4 separate regions of the Mus musculus genome follow, and regions 1, 3 and 4 are each linked to region 2. A link is a contact called in public Hi-C and promoter capture Hi-C data. All regions are on one chromosome and are shown on one strand. Each heading gives the region's core, a stretch centred on a gene start, on an enhancer-like site or on the middle of the called end of the contact. The rest is flanking DNA. Distances are from core to core; before and after follow the strand shown.

What was found. Promoter capture Hi-C pulls out the DNA fragments that hold promoters and counts their contacts. Hi-C and Micro-C count contacts between places; a contact is called where the count stands out from the background. Capture Hi-C pulls out chosen DNA fragments and counts their contacts.
Region 1: a promoter capture Hi-C map of liver shows a contact between it and region 2. The contact joins the promoter of Ucn3 here to the promoter of Asb13 in region 2. A contact is called at or near these places in 10 of 39 promoter capture datasets (the C10 cell line, the HPC-7 cell line, cranial neural crest and 6 more), 3 of 115 datasets of contacts at active chromatin or transcription factors (the 230-238 cell line, bone marrow-derived macrophages and stem cell-derived neural progenitor cells) and 5 of 9 other capture datasets (adipose tissue, embryonic stem cells, liver and 2 more).
Region 3: a contact with region 2 is called in a promoter capture Hi-C map of liver, with 2.8 times the contacts expected there. The contact joins the enhancer-like site here to the promoter of Asb13 in region 2. A contact is called at or near these places in 13 of 39 promoter capture datasets (the 3T3-L1 cell line, the HPC-7 cell line, HPC-7-derived erythroid cells and 8 more) and 3 of 115 datasets of contacts at active chromatin or transcription factors (bone marrow-derived macrophages and stem cell-derived neural progenitor cells).
Region 4: a Hi-C map of regulatory T cells shows a contact between it and region 2, with 3 times the contacts expected there. The contact joins the enhancer-like site here to the promoter of Asb13 in region 2. A contact is called at or near these places in 13 of 39 promoter capture datasets (the C10 cell line, the HPC-7 cell line, cranial neural crest and 9 more), 8 of 484 Hi-C or Micro-C datasets (CD4 T cells, Sertoli cells, Th1 cells and 4 more), 20 of 115 datasets of contacts at active chromatin or transcription factors (the 230-238 cell line, the SCID.adh cell line, bone marrow-derived macrophages and 15 more) and 4 of 9 other capture datasets (adipose tissue, liver, macrophages and 1 more).

The regions. Positions count from the first base shown.
Region 1 is chr13:3,943,409-3,947,230 of GRCm38.p6, reverse strand. It overlaps Ucn3 (urocortin 3), which reads left to right and starts at 1,882. Exons shown (of 2, transcript NM_031250.5): 1 at 1,882-2,390.
Region 2 is chr13:3,632,616-3,636,538 of GRCm38.p6, reverse strand. It overlaps Asb13 (ankyrin repeat and SOCS box-containing 13), which reads right to left and starts at 2,507. Exons shown (of 6, transcript NM_178283.4): 1 at 2,364-2,507. The coding sequence starts at 2,406.
Region 3 is chr13:4,008,948-4,013,068 of GRCm38.p6, reverse strand. No RefSeq gene overlaps it. Among named protein-coding and RNA genes, the nearest start is that of Akr1c14, 49 kb to the left of the region's middle. Within about 2 kb of position 2,073, at least 2 of the 459 cell types and tissues checked have an H3K27ac peak or open chromatin away from gene starts, as enhancers often do. A contact at or near this core is called in liver, where this site is marked.
Region 4 is chr13:3,894,936-3,899,028 of GRCm38.p6, reverse strand. The region is part of intron 3 of Net1 (neuroepithelial cell transforming gene 1); the gene reads left to right. Among named protein-coding and RNA genes, the nearest start is that of Net1, 21 kb to the left of the region's middle. Within about 2 kb of position 1,923, at least 10 of the 459 cell types and tissues checked have an H3K27ac peak or open chromatin away from gene starts, as enhancers often do. A contact at or near this core is called in regulatory T cells, where this site is marked.

The DNA.
Region 1 (3,822 bases), core at 633-3,132, 310 kb before region 2:
AATTCATAAAGAATCAATAAAAAGTTTAAAAAGAAAAAAAAAGAAATAGTAGGACTGGAGAGATGGCTCAGTGGTTAAGAGCACTGACTGTTCTTCCAGAGATCTGATGTTCAATTCCCAGCAACTACATGGTGGCTCACAACCATCTGTAATGGGATCTGATCCCCTCTTCTGGTGTGTCTGAAGACAGGTACCATGTACTCACATACAAAAAAAAATAAAGTAAAACAAAGGAAAGGAAAGTAGCTAAGGATTAGTGTCTCCCCTCCCCAGGCTGTTTGGGTCACCACAAACGATATGTGGATGGGTGGTTTTGTTACCACAGAGAACAGAAGAGACAGATGCCCCTAAATACTGGGCTCTGTAAAGACATCATGAGACTGTCTGACAGAAATGACAGTACAACCAAGGTAGAGACATCCTGATCTGCATGTGCCCATGCTTACACTCTTCAGAAGTTCTCCTCCCTGCCACACAGAGCTCATGAAAGAGAAATACTCAAGTTCAAGTTTCTAACCACCTACTCTCCATCTGCCTGAGTTCCCTGGCTGTCTAATAAAAAACAAACAAACAAACAAACAAACAAACAGAAAACCTTCTCCTAGACTAGTATATACTAATTAATTGATGATAGAACTGGCAGATTTGAATCAAACACAAATCTAGTTGCACTTTACCTCTGACCTCCAGGGAATCCCATCCCAGACACCTCTTGAGAAACGGGGTTCAATTTCATATCACTCTGAAACTTGTCCGACTGGTGGGTAGAACCCAGGGCTTTGTGCTCTATCACTGAGCTACACTACAGCCCTTAGTTTCATATCTTATAAAGAAAGATAGAGTGTTTGAAGAGACTGGGTACCTTGGTCCCCTTCTTTACTTTTCCTTCAAAAGATTTATGGGCATGAAGGAGCCTTGATCATCTGAGAAGCCCACCTAGCTCTTCACCTGGAATTTCACAAAAGGAACAATCACCTGGGCTGGGGACTCTGGGTTTGACACGAAGACTACAGAGACCCAGTCAGTCCCACGGCTCTTTAAAAATTCTTCTCAGCCCAAAGTCTAAAGTGGATTAGAAATGGCATTGTGCCTAGTAAGGCTAGTTCTAACCTTATTCTGTTACCCTAAGCCTATGTGGTACCACCAGCAAACTATTTCTCATCTATGAACTAAGGGTCACCTATATGGACCCTGCCCCCTTCGAATCTTCTAGGACATATTAAGTGATGTTTGTTCTTTAAACAGGTCTTCAGAGCACTTCTAAGTATGGGCCAGACCTAACTTCCTTTTGCCTAGCTCCTTCCCCGCTGCCTCTGCCCCTCAGCTCTGTCCACACCAGATCACTGACCTACTGTGTTCACACCTCCTGCTCTCCCCTCACTGAGCATAAGGAGCTCTCAAGTGCTTAGATACGCTCCTTTCTAAACTAAGGCATTTGCCAATTGATAGTTGTTCTCTCTGTGTCTCTCTGTGTCTCTGTCTCTCTCTGTCTCTCTCTCTGTCTCTCTCTCTGTCTCTGTCTCTCTCTCTCTCTCTCTCTCATCTACCTCAACCTCTTTTCTATACCAGCCCCAACTCCCAACTTCCTTATCATTGAATTCTCTCAGAGACTGAAAACCATGCCTGGCACACAGTAGGTGTCCAGTAAATAGTGTGTTCACAGACTGGTAAAATTCAAGTGGTTTCCTATTAAAAATCTCTGGACACAGAAGTCTTTGCCAAGTACACAGTGATAATGAGCTGTATGAGTAGCTGGCTAACACTGCTGTCAGAACCCACAAAAGGACAAGGCAACAGATGAACTCCAAACCACCTTCTCTGCTTGCAAAGCAGTTTGGAGCCCCAGATTTCCACTGGGAGGGTGAGCGGGAGGGAGAGGTTAGAAGAGGCTAGAATTAGCTGGAATTAAAATCAGTAATGAAACTCTGTCCAAAGACATTGCTTCTCGGCTTACCTGTGTTTTGGGTTCTGTTGTTATTTGTTTTCTTTTGTCTTTAATTAATGAAGCAAGTTGCAAGGGCAGGAGGGGAAGAAGGAGGTGACTAGAGGAGGGGAAGGCAGGAGGGGTTACAGTCTCCTGAGTACCTGTCATCTCTGTGACGTGCACAGCCGGCTCTTGTATTTTAAATGAAATCTCATCCTAATGTAGACACTACATCTGGAATTACGATCCACCCTGTGATCTGCCACTTTTACATATATGCACAGGGGAGTGGAGCGGTTTCCATAGAGAGGAACGATCACAGCCCACTACAATCAGTACCAGAGAAGACAAAGCTGCAACCCTGAACAGTCAGAAGTTCAGAGGACCTGCAGGGAGTAGCCTCCTGGCCCGGAAGCTGTGCCCCTCGACCTGAGCATTTCCACTCCAGAGCAAAGTCCACTTACAGGTAAGGTTGTCCTCGGGACTGATTTATGAAGTGTAAATGTATTTTCTCTCAACAAGGGCTGGCTGGTAACTAGACAGCTGAGTTGTTAGCAGTTCCCGGTGGGAACTCATGGGAAAAGAGTGCTGAACTCCATGGCCAGGGTTGTGTTAAATCCGCAGAAATTGGTACCAGAGACACCAGGGAGAAATTATTCAGGGTGCAAAATGACCATTCTGAAGAAGTGGCAGATCCAATGCAGTTTGTTCTCTCTCTCTCTCTCTCTCTCTCTCTCTCTCTCTCTCTCTCTCTCTCTCTCTCAGCCCATGAGATGAGCAGGACACAAATCCATAGGTAAACCTATACAGCAGGAGCCTCCAGGGAGGCCAGGTCATAGCAAGAGAGGAAACTTTTAAAATTTTTCCTGGGAAAACTGTAGACAGTAATTTTGCAGCACTGTTTTCTGCACATATGTGTGCAGAAACACATATGTGTGGCTTCAAAGTAAGAACAACAACAACAAAAGCCCTGTGCCTCAAAGAACACGCTTCTCCCTCAGTAACAGGTAATAGCATGTATCTGCACAGACAATACATCTAAAAGGAGAATGGAAACTATGGTTTCCTGCAAATTAATCTCCTTAAGTGCCTAAATGCTAATCTGAATGTCAGTTTATGTAACAAATATTTATTGAAGATGTGATTTAGTTTAAGGCTCTGTTGGCTCTCTCTGCTGCTACCGAGGTTCTCAAGAGCCCCAAGGAACCACAGGGAGAGAAAATCTCCACATCACAAAAGTCTGGCACATCGCAGAAGGAAAGGCCAAAGAAATACAGAATTCGAAGTGGCCCAGGTCTTTAAGGTGCTGGCTTGTAAATTCAGGGCTTACTTCAGACTGAAGGAGCAACCAGTAGGGGTGGGGTCAGTCCCAAGATGGGCATGGATACAAAATACATTGAGTTTTCAGCAGTATTTGTGATTCTCGTATAAAAATCTAAGCTGGTCCCTGCAGTCTTAGGGAGAGCAAGTGGAGTGAGCATCAGAGTGTAGGAAGGATCCAGCCATCGAGGCTGTGTGTGCCCTAGAATCTCCTCACGGCTGTACACTCACTTAGAGTCGAACCAGCTCTGTGATGAACCAGCCTGGGGAGTGCGTGGCTAGAGCATACACTCTCACACATTGGCTGTTTGACTTTAATTCATCACTTAGCCTTTGTGAGACAGTGTGGTCACCCCATTTGCCCAACAAGGACATTGAATTTCACAGGGCTAAGGAATCTGTCTGAGGGCTTCAGACAAAGGACCAGATTTCTGTCTCATTCTGAAGTGTGTGCTGTCACTAAACCCTGTGACACACTCATAGCTGCCCTGTGTATGTATTCGGATTCTTTAAAGCAAGGTTCATGTATTTTTGTCATGAAATACTATAAAATATAAAATGCTTATGATTCTAAACAA
Region 2 (3,923 bases), core at 1,258-3,757:
ATTAAACAATTTCTTTTTTTTAAAGATTTATTTATTTATTATATGTAAGTACACTGTAGCTGTCTTCAGACACTCCAGAAGAGGGAGTCAGATCTCATTACAGATGGTTGTGAGCAACCATGTGGTTGCTGGGATTCAAACTCAGGACCTTCGGAAGAGCAGTCAGTGCTCTTAACCGATGAGCCATCTCACCAGCCCCACGTTTTCATTCTAACCATTCAAAGTTTCATTCTAAGCCTTGAAAAGCATCCTGAATCCTTGCTAAGACTGAACATGTCACAGGGATAAAAATGGTAAAGCCAGAGGGTTCCTAATAACACATGGAAGATCTTTTCTTTCCTTTCTCTCCAAAGACCTCATGAAGCCAAGGTGTGGTGGCACAGGCCTTTAATCCCAGCACTCAGGAGGCAGAGGCAGAGGCAGGCGGATTTCTGAGTTCGAGGCCAGCTTGGTATACAAAGTGAGTTCCAGGACAGCCAGGGCTACACAGAGAAACCCTGTCTCGAGGAAAAAAAAAAAAAAAAAAAGACCTCATGAAATCGAGAGAAAATTACATAAGCAAATGAAAGTAATCTAAAAGTGCTATACATAAATATTCTGGTTACCATTCAGCAGGAATATAATATTAGAAGTCAGAATATTACAGTTAAAGTTCCCTGTGGTGGGTTCCACTTTTACTGGAACAGTGGTACTGTTTTGGATCCAGCACCTTCAGTTTAAGCCAGAAATACAAATACCAGCAGGGCACATTTTTGGGGACACATATTAAATTTTTTAAATTACAGTGTCAAAAATAGCCAAGAACCCTAACACCCGCTAATCAAGAATATGATTTTCATTGGGCAGTGATGGCGCATGCCTTTAATCCCAGCACTCGGGAGGCAGAGGCAGGCGAATTTATGAGTTCGAGGCCAGCCTGGTCTACAGAGTGAGTTCCAGGACAGCCAGGGCTACACAGAGAAACCCCGTCTAGGAAAAAAAAAAAAAAGATTTCTCCACAAGCTATGCAGAAAATATACTTGGGAGTGGTGTTTTTAAAAAATATTTAGAGAAAATATTGTGACATATAGCCTAGGTTGGCCTAGAACTCACAGCCCCACTGTCTCTACTTTCTGAGGGTTAGGATTACAGGTAAGAGCCCTCATGCCAGGCTCTGATGCCAGACTAACCCCTATCTGAACAAAAAAATGTATGCTTAGTAGGCTTCTGTGGTTAGCCATCCACTGCCTAGTCACACGAATCAAATAGTGACCACGCTATCAGGGTCAAAGTCTTGTGCCAGCCAAGGGTGCCAAGAAAAACAGGTGCTTATTAAAGAGGCTTTGATTGTTCTGAAGGAGTTTGTTTTGAAGAAATCAATTAAAAGATCTATCTACCTTGTTATGATTGTAATTACAATCATAATAAATTGCAGCTAAATTAACTCGATTTTCTTTACATTACTTTTTTTTTTTGGTTTTTGAGACAGAGTTTCTCTGGGTAGCCCTGGCTGTCCTGGAACACACTTTGTAGACCAGGCTGTCCTCGAACTCAGAAATCCTCCTGCCTCTGCCTCCCATGTGCTGGGATTAAAGGCGTGCGCCATCATGCCCGGCTTACATTACTTTTTTTTTAACTCACATAAAGGAACATTTTGGCTTTCTTTCTTCTATTTATTTTCAAGCTATTGAAGCACAATGTCATTGTCCTTTCTATTTACCATATTATTATTTTGTAAACAAGAAAAAAAATGTACTTCTCCAAAGAATGCTCCTTTGCCTTCAAATTCATTTTATGGATTAAAACAGCCCAAAGGTACAGAGGACACTTCTTCAGCACCAGGTATGTCCCAGTGTTGGGCCATGACCTCATTCTGGAGCAGACTCCCTGGTTGCAGCTGCTGCAACCTACAGGGTATGTGTAGGATGCTTTAAGCCCCGCAAGCAATTCACTGCACCAAACGTGGTGCAGTGACCGCAGTAGGCTCCGGATGAGGCTGCCAACCAGTGTACACTTTCCAGACTCTGCGGGTGAATTGGGCAACGACCCCGCATGCTCCCCAAAGTGTGCGGTGCTCTGGTAGACTGGCGGTTCTGAATCCCATACCTGGTGCATCACAGAGAAGACCAGCTGCACAGTGCACCGGCTAGAAACAGGGCGACAGACATTAAACGTCGGTCTGAGATGACCAGGATCGTCCGGGCCCTACTCGAATCACTACACCCCACCCCAACGCCTCTGACCACCAACTTGGAACGGCGCGCGATGCCCATCTCTGGGACAAAGGCCACCCATGAGCTTGCTCTGTCCCCAAGTGCTGATCTCCTGGTCCTGACTCCAGCCCCGGTGTGGTGTCCTTGGCGGTTGCGGCGCGAAACACGTACCCACATCTCCCAGGAAGCAGCCGTCCCCGGCGCGCGGCTCCATGCTGCTCGCCCGCTGGGCTCCCCTGTCTACCGGCCTTGTGACTCAGAGCTCTGGGACCTGAGCCGGGACCTAAACCGAGACCTACCCCGGAGCGCAGGCCGCTGGGCGGGGCCTGATTGCTACCATGGCCACCGCTGGGAGTTGTAGTTTCTGTATCCGCCGCGTGCCACCTGAGCGTCCCCACTCCGCTGTCACTGCTGAAGGGTGACATGCAAATCAGAAGAGTGCAAAATATGTGTCCGTGTTGACACCAGTGAATATACGTCCATTAACAACTCCTGTGTTTGGCAGAAAAGCTTAAATCCCGGTGTCCTAGCTAAAAGATACGTTCGTATGCAAAATGTTTAGCTCCTCAAACGCGTGCCCATGTGCAAAAAGTGTTTAGCTGCCAAAACTGGCCTTCTGTGGTTTACACTGATCCCGCTGAGCAAAGTATTCAGTCTCTTCATGCCTGAAACTTTGAAGAAAACGTTTTCACTGAAGATGGTGATCAAAATGCCTAACTTCTTTCTTTCTTTCCTCTCTCTCTCTCTCTCTCTCTCTCTCTCTCTCTCTCTCCCTCCCTTCCTCTCTCCCTCCCTCTCTTTCTTTCTTTCAAAATAAATCTTAACTTTCAAATAGCTGGTATTCATTGAAGAAAACCACGTTTCTTGGTGAATGGTTTTAATCAGGTGTTTCACTAACCAGTTTAGCAGAAGGAGTTGGAGCTCTATGAGCAACCTAGCAGAAAGGAGAAACCAGTCTTCCCAGGGGGTTCCAGGTCAACCAAAAACGTGAGATACTTGGGAGACACTCTCATCTTGACCAGTACAGAGGCTCACGGAGGAAATACAACGTGACTTGAACATGATAACATCAGAATCACTGGAAATAGCACTAGAAGTCATCCTTTGAGGTAAGGATGCTTGGATGGCCGGAAACTTCATCTGCACCTTGGACCACAGGTTTAGGAGACCTTGAATGGTATCTGTTGGGAACCCGAACTTCTGGAATAAACCTTGGAATAAAATTCCAAATCTTTTAGTAAAAGGATCTGTATCTATTTGGCCATTTGTTTATCAAATTTTGGCTCTTGTGGTTTTGTTTTTGTTTGTTTTGTTTTGCAGGGGCATTTGTTTTGGTTTTGCTTTGTTTGATGTATATGTGAGTGTATGTGACTACATGTGTGTTTGCAGGTCAGAGGATACAGTCCGTGTTAGTCCTTGAGGACCTTCTGATTTGTTTGAGACGGGGTCTCCTATTCACCGCTGCACCTGGCAGGCCTGTGGGCTCTCAGAGAGCCGTCCACTTCCTCCTCCCATCACGGTGCAAGACTGCTGGAATTATGAATGACAGCTTACATTGCCCAGTTTTTCTTGAGCTCTGAGAATCCAAGCTCTGGTCCTGTCAGATGGCTCAGCAAGCCCACGACCGAGCCATCTCTCAGGTCTTGCACATGCTTCTTTGCAAGTTTTCTACGTTTTTAGGCAGATAAAAATAGGCTTCATTTTCACACATTTGCAGTGAGATTCTGTGAT
Region 3 (4,121 bases), core at 824-3,323, 380 kb before region 2:
GAAAATGCTGTCTTTTTCCCACTAGATGTGGTTCACTTACACAATGGATTACTACTCTGCTATTAAAAACAATGAATTTATGAAATTCTTAGGCAAATGGGTGGATCTGGAGGATATCATCCTGAGTGAGATAACTCAATCACAAAAGAACTCACATGATATGTACTCACTGATACATGGATAGTAGCCCAGAAACTTAGAATACCCAACATACAATTTGCAAAACACATGAAACTCAAGAAGAAGAAAGACCAAAGTGTGGATACTTCGTCCCTCCTTAGAATTGGGAACAAAATACCCATCGAAGGAGTTACAGAGACAAAGTTTGGAGCTGAGAGAGAAGGAAGGACCATCCAGAGACTGCCCCACCCAGGAAATCCATCCCATAATCAGCCACCAAATTCAGACACTATTACATATGCCAACAAGATTTTGCTGACATGTCCCTGATATAGCTGTCTCTTGTGAGGCTATGCCAGTGCCTGGCAAATACAGAAGTGGATGCTCACAGTCATCTATTGGATGGAACACAGGGCCTCCAATGGAGGAGCTAGAGAAAGTACCCAAGGAGCTGAAGGGGTCTGTAACCCTGTAGGAGGAACTACAATATGAACTAACCAGTACCCCCTGAGCTCATGTCTCTAGCTGCATATATAGCAAAAGATGGCCTAGTCAGCCATCATTGGAAGGAAAGGCCCTTGGTCTTGCAAAGATTATATGCCCCAGTACAGGGGAATGCCAGGTCCAGGAAGAGGGAGTGGGTGGGTTGGGGAGCAGGTTGCAGGGAGGGTATAGTGGACTTTCGGGATAGCATTTGAAAGGCAACTGAAGAAAATATCTAATAAAAAATTGTTAAAAAAAAAAAAAGTATTGACCATTTAAGAACTATTACTCCCACCAGCCTATGTCACAGACAGGAAAACTGAAGCCTATGTCACTGACAAATCAGGGTGTTTTGTCCCAGGTGGCACAGACAATGACTACAGATAAAATTAGAATGCCCTCCATCTCTAAGCACCTTGTCAGTCACTAGATGAGCAGGGCAGGCTGTGAGCAAAACAGCTCTACTGAGCTTCTTACTCTGAGGCTTTCTAAAAATGCAAAGCACTGTGTGGTACTTGTCTTCCAGGTGCTTTGTCATCCAAAACAAAACAGAGGACTCTGATGTGCAACAAGCTCAACAACAGTCATCTCTCATATATGTCAGAGCCCTTGCACAGATGGATAACATTACTCGATGTTTTCTTTTGTGATATTTGATGACGATGGCTTGATTGGTTAGCTTTGAGACAGAATCTCATACAGACCAGGCTGGCCTCAAAATCACTCTTGAATACCTGATCCTTCTCCCTTTACCTCCCAAGTGCTAGGATTACAGGCTTATACCACCACCATGACAGGTTTATATAGTTCTGGAGACTGAGCCCCATGTTCATACATGCTGGGTAAACACTCTACCAACCAAGTTATAGCCCAAGCTCAAACTTCTGCTTTGAACAGTGTCTGACTCAACAACACATAAGAAGGAATTTGCTTATCACGTAGCAGTTGTAACCAGAATACTGAATTCTGGTTCATCCTCATCACTAATAAAGTGGTCCTAATATAGAACCATGGAACTGGCCCAGGGAGATGGCTCAGCAAGTAAATGAGCTTGCCACCCAGAGTGGCAATCTGAGTTCAGTCCACGAAACCCATACAGTAGAAGGAAGAAGTCATGAAGTTCAAAAAAACAAAAAAGTAGGGCGTGGGTCATGGGAAGCATTGCAGAGGAAGTATGAGATGAATACTATCTAAATACATTGCACACAAGTGTGAAATTACCAAAGAATATGCAATTATTAAAAAGAGCAATAGAGCAGGGCAACAAATAGGCAGAACCACACCTCTCCTGCTGCTCCTCCAGATCCCCTCAGTCTCATCTCCAACTGTAGCAGAAAACCTGCTGCAGTCTCCATTTCCTCTCTGACATCACCCTCAATAAATAACAAATATCTTCTCCCCAAAGTCACCCAATTATGCCAACCTCACAACACAAGCAGGCATACCTTGGGAACACACCAGCGAAACAGGCCAGGAAAACAGATCCACAGAAAATGTTTAGCAAGCCACACATAGTCAACACACTTTCCCAAAGTCCAAAGATCAAAACACTCACCGAACAGAGAAAAAAACTAGATTTTTATTGCCCAGACTCCCAATCCCAGATACCTAAATGTCAGCATAAAAACGCAATTAATAACAATCAAGACAGTACGTCTCTACTGGAGCCCAGCTTTCCTACCTCAGCAGGCACCTAATATTCAAACATAGCTGAAACCCAAGGAAAAGACCTAACAATAACTTGTATAAAGATAATATAGACCCTTGAAGAAACCCAGGAAAAGACAAACAATGCAAGGAACAGAATAAAACTGTGCAAGACCTGAATGTGGATATAGAATCAATGCTGGAAATTTAAAAATTGGGAATTTGAACAGGGACTACAGAGGCAAGCATCACCAATAGAATACAAGAAATGGAACAATCTCAGGTGTTGAATATACAATAGAAAAAATGGGTACATTGGTCAAAGAAAATGTTAAATCTAAAAATTTCCTGACACAAAACATCCAGGAGACCTGGCACAGTATGAAAAGACCAAATCTAAGAATAGTAAGAATAGAGCAAAAATAAGAAACCCAGCTCAAAGGCCCAGAAAATATTTTCAAAGTCATAGAAGAAAATATTCCTAACCAAAAGAAGGAGATGTCTATAAAAGTATAAGATGCATATGGATTGGACCAGGAAAGAAAGTACCTTTATATATAATAATCAAAACACTTAACATACAGAAAGAAAGAAATAATATTAGCAGTTACAAGGGGAAAGGACCAAGTAACACCAAAGGCATACTTATTAGAATTACATCTGACCTCTCAGTGGAGATTTTAAAACTAGAAAGGCCTAACAAATGTGCTATAGACTCTAAGAGACCACAGGTCCCAGACCAGAATACTATTATACTCAGCCAAACTCTCAGTCACCATACATGGAGAAAATAAGATATTCCATGATAAAACAAAATTTAAACTCTATGTATCTACAAATCCAGTCCTACAGAAAATGATATACTGCATACACACACCATAAAAATAAGAGTAATCAACACATTGGTCATTGAAATGTCTTAATAGTAATGGTCTCAATTCCCCCAATAAAAAGACACAGACAAAGATAATGGATGCAGAAACAGGACTCGTGATTTTGCTGCATTCAAGAAACACACTTCAATCTCAAAGATAAACATTATCTCAAGATAAAGGATTCAAAAATGATATTCAAAACAAATGGACCTAAGAAACAAGTTGGTATAGCCATTTTAATATCTCACTTCAAACCAAAACTAATCAAAATGGATAGGGAAAGATACTACATACTCATCAAAGAAAACAAAATTCACCAAGATGACAATTTCAATTTTTAACATCTATTCCCTAAACACAAGGGCACCCACCTCTGTAAAAGAAACACTACTATAGCTTAAATCACATATTGACCCTCACACACAGATAGGACAAGATTTCAACACCCTACTCTCACCAATAAACAAGTCATCTAGACAAAAACCAGAGAAATACTGGAGTTAACAGACATTGTATATCAAATGTGTCTAACAGATGTTTACAGATATTTCACTCAAACACCAACGGATAAACATTTTTCTCTGTACCTCATGAAACTTTCTCCAAAACTGACCACCTACTCTGATACAAAGCAAGTCTCAACAGATACAAGAATTTTGAAATAATTCCCAGCATCCTATCAGATCACTGTGGGTTAAAGCTGGATATCAACAACAGAAAGCTTACAAACTCATGGAAACTGAACAACTCTCTATGAAAAAAAAAATGGGTCAATGAAGAAATAAAGAAAGAACTTAAAGACCTCCTAGAATTTAATGGAAATGAATACACAGCATACTCAAACTTGTGGGACACAATGAAAGCAGTTCTAAGAGGAAAGTTCATAGTATCTTCAAAAATAATAGAACAAATCACACCCAAAAGGAGTAGAAATAATCAAGCTCAGGGCTGGAATCAATAAAATAGAAAAGAGAACAATACAAATAATTAATGAAA
Region 4 (4,093 bases), core at 674-3,173, 260 kb before region 2:
TCTCACTGACAGATGGCCTATCTTGAGATGTGTTCTCAGGTACTAGATGGACAGTGAAATGGGAGTTGAACATGTGATGTGTGTAATTAAGCCAACTTCCACCCCTGGCAGAGCTGTTCTTGCTGGGACATACAGAAGAGCCATGTAAAATGCACCGTGGAGTTGTTTCCTCAAGAGACTCTAAAGAGGGGAGCTTATTACCTGCCAGCTCCTGTGGGCTTTTAGTCAGAGATGCCCTCTGTGTCACCTGTCCCACACGCAGCAACAGTTAACGAGCACGGTGGAAGGCAAGCAATGCAGTGCAGGTGAGGCACGATGCTGTACAGGTGAAGGACAGTGCAGAGCATGTGAGGCACTGTGCAGTGCAGGTGAGGCAGGATGCTGTACAGGTGAAGGACAGTGCAGAGCATGTGAGGCACTGTGCAGTGCAGGTGAGGCATTGTGCAGTGCAGGTGAAGGACAGTGCAGTGCAGGTGAGGCATTGTGCAGTGCAGGTGAGGCATTGTGCAGTGCAGGTGAAGGACAGTGCAGTGCATGTGAGGCATTGTGCAGTGCAGGTGAGGCATTGTGCAGTGCAGGTGAAGGACAGTGCAGTGCAGGTGAGGCACGATACAGTGCAGGTGAGGCACGATACAGTGCAGGTGAGGCACGATGCTGTGCAGGTGAAGGACAGTGCAGGTGAGGCACGATGCTGTACAGGTGAAGGACAGTGCAGTGCATGTGAGGCATTGTGCAGTGCAGGTGAAGGACAGTGCAGTGTATGTGAGGCATGACACAGTGCATGTGAGGCACGATGCTGTGCAGGTGAAGGACAGTGCAGTGCAGGTGAGGCATTGTGCAGTGCAGGTGAAGGACAGTGCAGTGCAGGTGAGGCATTGTGCAGTGCAGGTGAGGCACGATACAGTGCAGGAGCAGGGGCTGAACTCAGAGTAAGGAGAGGGAAGAGTGCTGAAGATGCAGCAACCTGGACCAGTTTAGGTTCAGAGAAAATGGGAGGAACCAGCATCCTAGTGTATCAGAAGAGATGTGGCCTGGCAAGATGACACAGGAGGTCAAGGCATTGGTCACACAAGCCAAACACCCAGAGTCTGATCCCTAGAACTCGCAGTGGAAGGAGAGAACCAGGCCCTAAAGCCGTCCTCTGATTCATATCTGCACACATACATATCACACACATAATAATAATAATAATAATAATAATAATAATAATAAATCTCAAGATAGGAACTAATACACTCTACTGGAAATTATTATTATCCTGTGTATTTGAGACAAAGTCACCACAAACAGCAGTACTCATTTTACTTGGTATTTGTGTTATCTTTACAAAGAACAAGATGCAAACATCATCTTTTGTACTCTTGTTCAATAGCACTTAATTGACCTCAGCTAAGCTCTTTTCTACACCAAAGTACTTACTAAAGCTTGAATACACACACTTTTTAAATCAGTGACTTTTTAAAAAACAAATCCACAAATAACTTCATTACTCATTTCTTTCATAATGTTTCTGTACTTTTTTGTTAGTAGTAGATTTCTCAAAAGTTCCCATTTCTTTATTGGTGCTTCCTTTTTTAGTAACACTTTTGAATGTTATTTATAACTTATCTATTTTAGTAGAAAAATAATACATGTTACATATTTGTGATTTTTAAGTCTAGAGTTTTAAAAATAGAACAGTTCCTTGCATTTAGAAAAGGTCCTGAAGTATTTATGATCTGTGGAATGTGTTTTATGCACTATACAACATTTAAATAAATGTTTACATGAGGGTCAGAGGTATAAATAATCTATGTTTTTCTTCAAATGAAAAACTTGTTTATGTAATCATCGATATAGTAACCTAAACAAACGTGATTACCATGTTGAGAAAAGCAGGCTGCCCCTGCATTTCACAGTATTTCCTGTAGAGGGCAGCAGAGAACTTAGTTGGTCTTCGGCAGTCCTGAGCCTGCTTGCCAACTTACCTGATAAAAGGAAGCAGTACCTACAGCAAAAAGTGTTTTTTACTTTCAAGGTTGAGTTTACTTCATACTAAATGTAGGTTGAGTTTTCACCGTAGGCATAAGGATAGCCTAACAGTCCCCTTTTGGTAGACAGAGGACGCAGTGTGACCTTTCCATCCAGGCAGAACAAGGTTCTCTAACTAAAGCTGGGCCTTGCAAACCAGTAACTTTATCAGAAACTTGATTCTGTTTACCAAGCTGTGCTATTTTTAGATAAGTGAAGGATAAATTTTAATTTTTCACATCTTATTCCCCACACAATGGAAATTCAACCGGCTGATTACCTCCATGGTACCATCAGTCAAGAACTGGGAAAACCTTGCTGTTGAGAGCCTCACTGGGCATGACCACTGGTTGAAATAAGGCCTCTCCTAACGTTAACCAACTAATTTATCTCTGTGCCTATCCTGTTATTGTAAGTCACCTGAAGTCCCAGCCTTTGCCTGTGGTCTCCTCTTTAAGACATTAGCCATTATTAAATGAACATCGGCACAGGACTCAGGAGGTTTAGATTTGAAATCTCGCTCTTCTGAACCTCGTTCTAGTGCTTTCTACGCACTGTGTAGGTTACCAGAACATATGCTGAGGGGTTTATGCCTGGTCTCTTGTCTGGAAGATATACCACAACAAAGTTGAACACGTTCAACTCTTTCCAGGCACGGAGTCACCAGCACCTTTGGATAAGTTTCTTAAATTCCCATCTTTCTCCGTCTTCAAGGTGACAGCAGTGATGCTTTGTAGCATTATTAAATAAAGTCACATGCATGGAGCTGTAACACAGAGTTCCCTTCCTGTTCTTCACCCCTCCCTTTAAGTTTCCTCTTGAGTAAACTGAAGAGCATGGGTCACTAGTCTGTGCCAGCTGAACGTGGACATGTCCATGTTGTGACTTTGGGACGTTATCTAGTTGTCTTGTTCAAGATTAGACCACAAACCTACACATTAAAATGAAACTAAGAGTTTACTGGCCAAAGGTTTGTTGTTTTCGTTTGTTTGCTGTAAACTGTTTTGGTTTTAACTGGTCCACTATGCTAGATCCAGTTTGTTTCACATAGACTTTCTGCTTGAGACATCAGTCTTTCCCTCTAGGGTCCCAGCTGAAAGACGGAAATGAAAACTATCCTTTCCCCTCCTTATCTTGGCCATACTTCACACAGAGCTAAGTGGAAAAACAGTTTTGAGAAGACGTTGGGTAAGAGACCCATGAGAATCCCTGGCAGCCTCTTTCCTAACCCCACTGCACTTCCTTCTCTTCCCTGCTGGGACTGTGTGGCCATGCTGTTGGCCTCACTTGCGTTGGTTTTTAACTGAGGAAGCTAACTGGACCAAGTGTCTCAGCGGGTCCTGCTGGCCTACACTATTTATTTGTATTATCTCGAAGGACCTTTGATCTTACCTGAAAGTCCATGATATTCACGTGCCTCCAAGTGAAGCCGTGTACCAGCTGCTTTTACAAATAGTCATCAACTCTAAAGCAGGCTCCACCACTCAAACAGCAAGATGCAGAGCCCTGCGAGACCCTGGTGGTGGCCTGAATGTGTAGATACAGACATAGCCATGGCCCTTCCTGGACAAGGTGGTGCTAGGCTGTACATTGGTAAATCATGCTTTAGTCTCACCTCACTGTTTGCCACTGATTCTCCCGCCCCCTTGCCAGGATTTACCTCTGTCCCTGCTGACAGATCTGAGATGCTCAGTAAAGATCTGTAGCTCTTTCCCTTCCCTCTTCCCCTCCTTCTTGCTTTCTCTCTCTTTCGTTTACAGAATTATTTTTCCCCGGTGGTCATTCCTCCAGTATTTACCCCTTGGACTGTGTTTTAGTTCAGATTTTTCCAAAGAAAATCCATGCAGATATCTTCTCCACACCCCTCCCAAATGACTCCAGATCTGACTGAGTGGCTTCAGTTGTGTGTTCTTGTTCCTTCAGATGCAGTGGATCAAAAGAAATTTAGTATTTTCTTGCAAAATCATTGTTCAACTTGTGAAACAGTTGCTCATATGTTTAAAATCGTTGACACATTGCATTTGTCCTCAAGCTCTTGGTACCTTATGCCTTCTGAGATTTGCCTGGTTTCCCAGTCACCTTT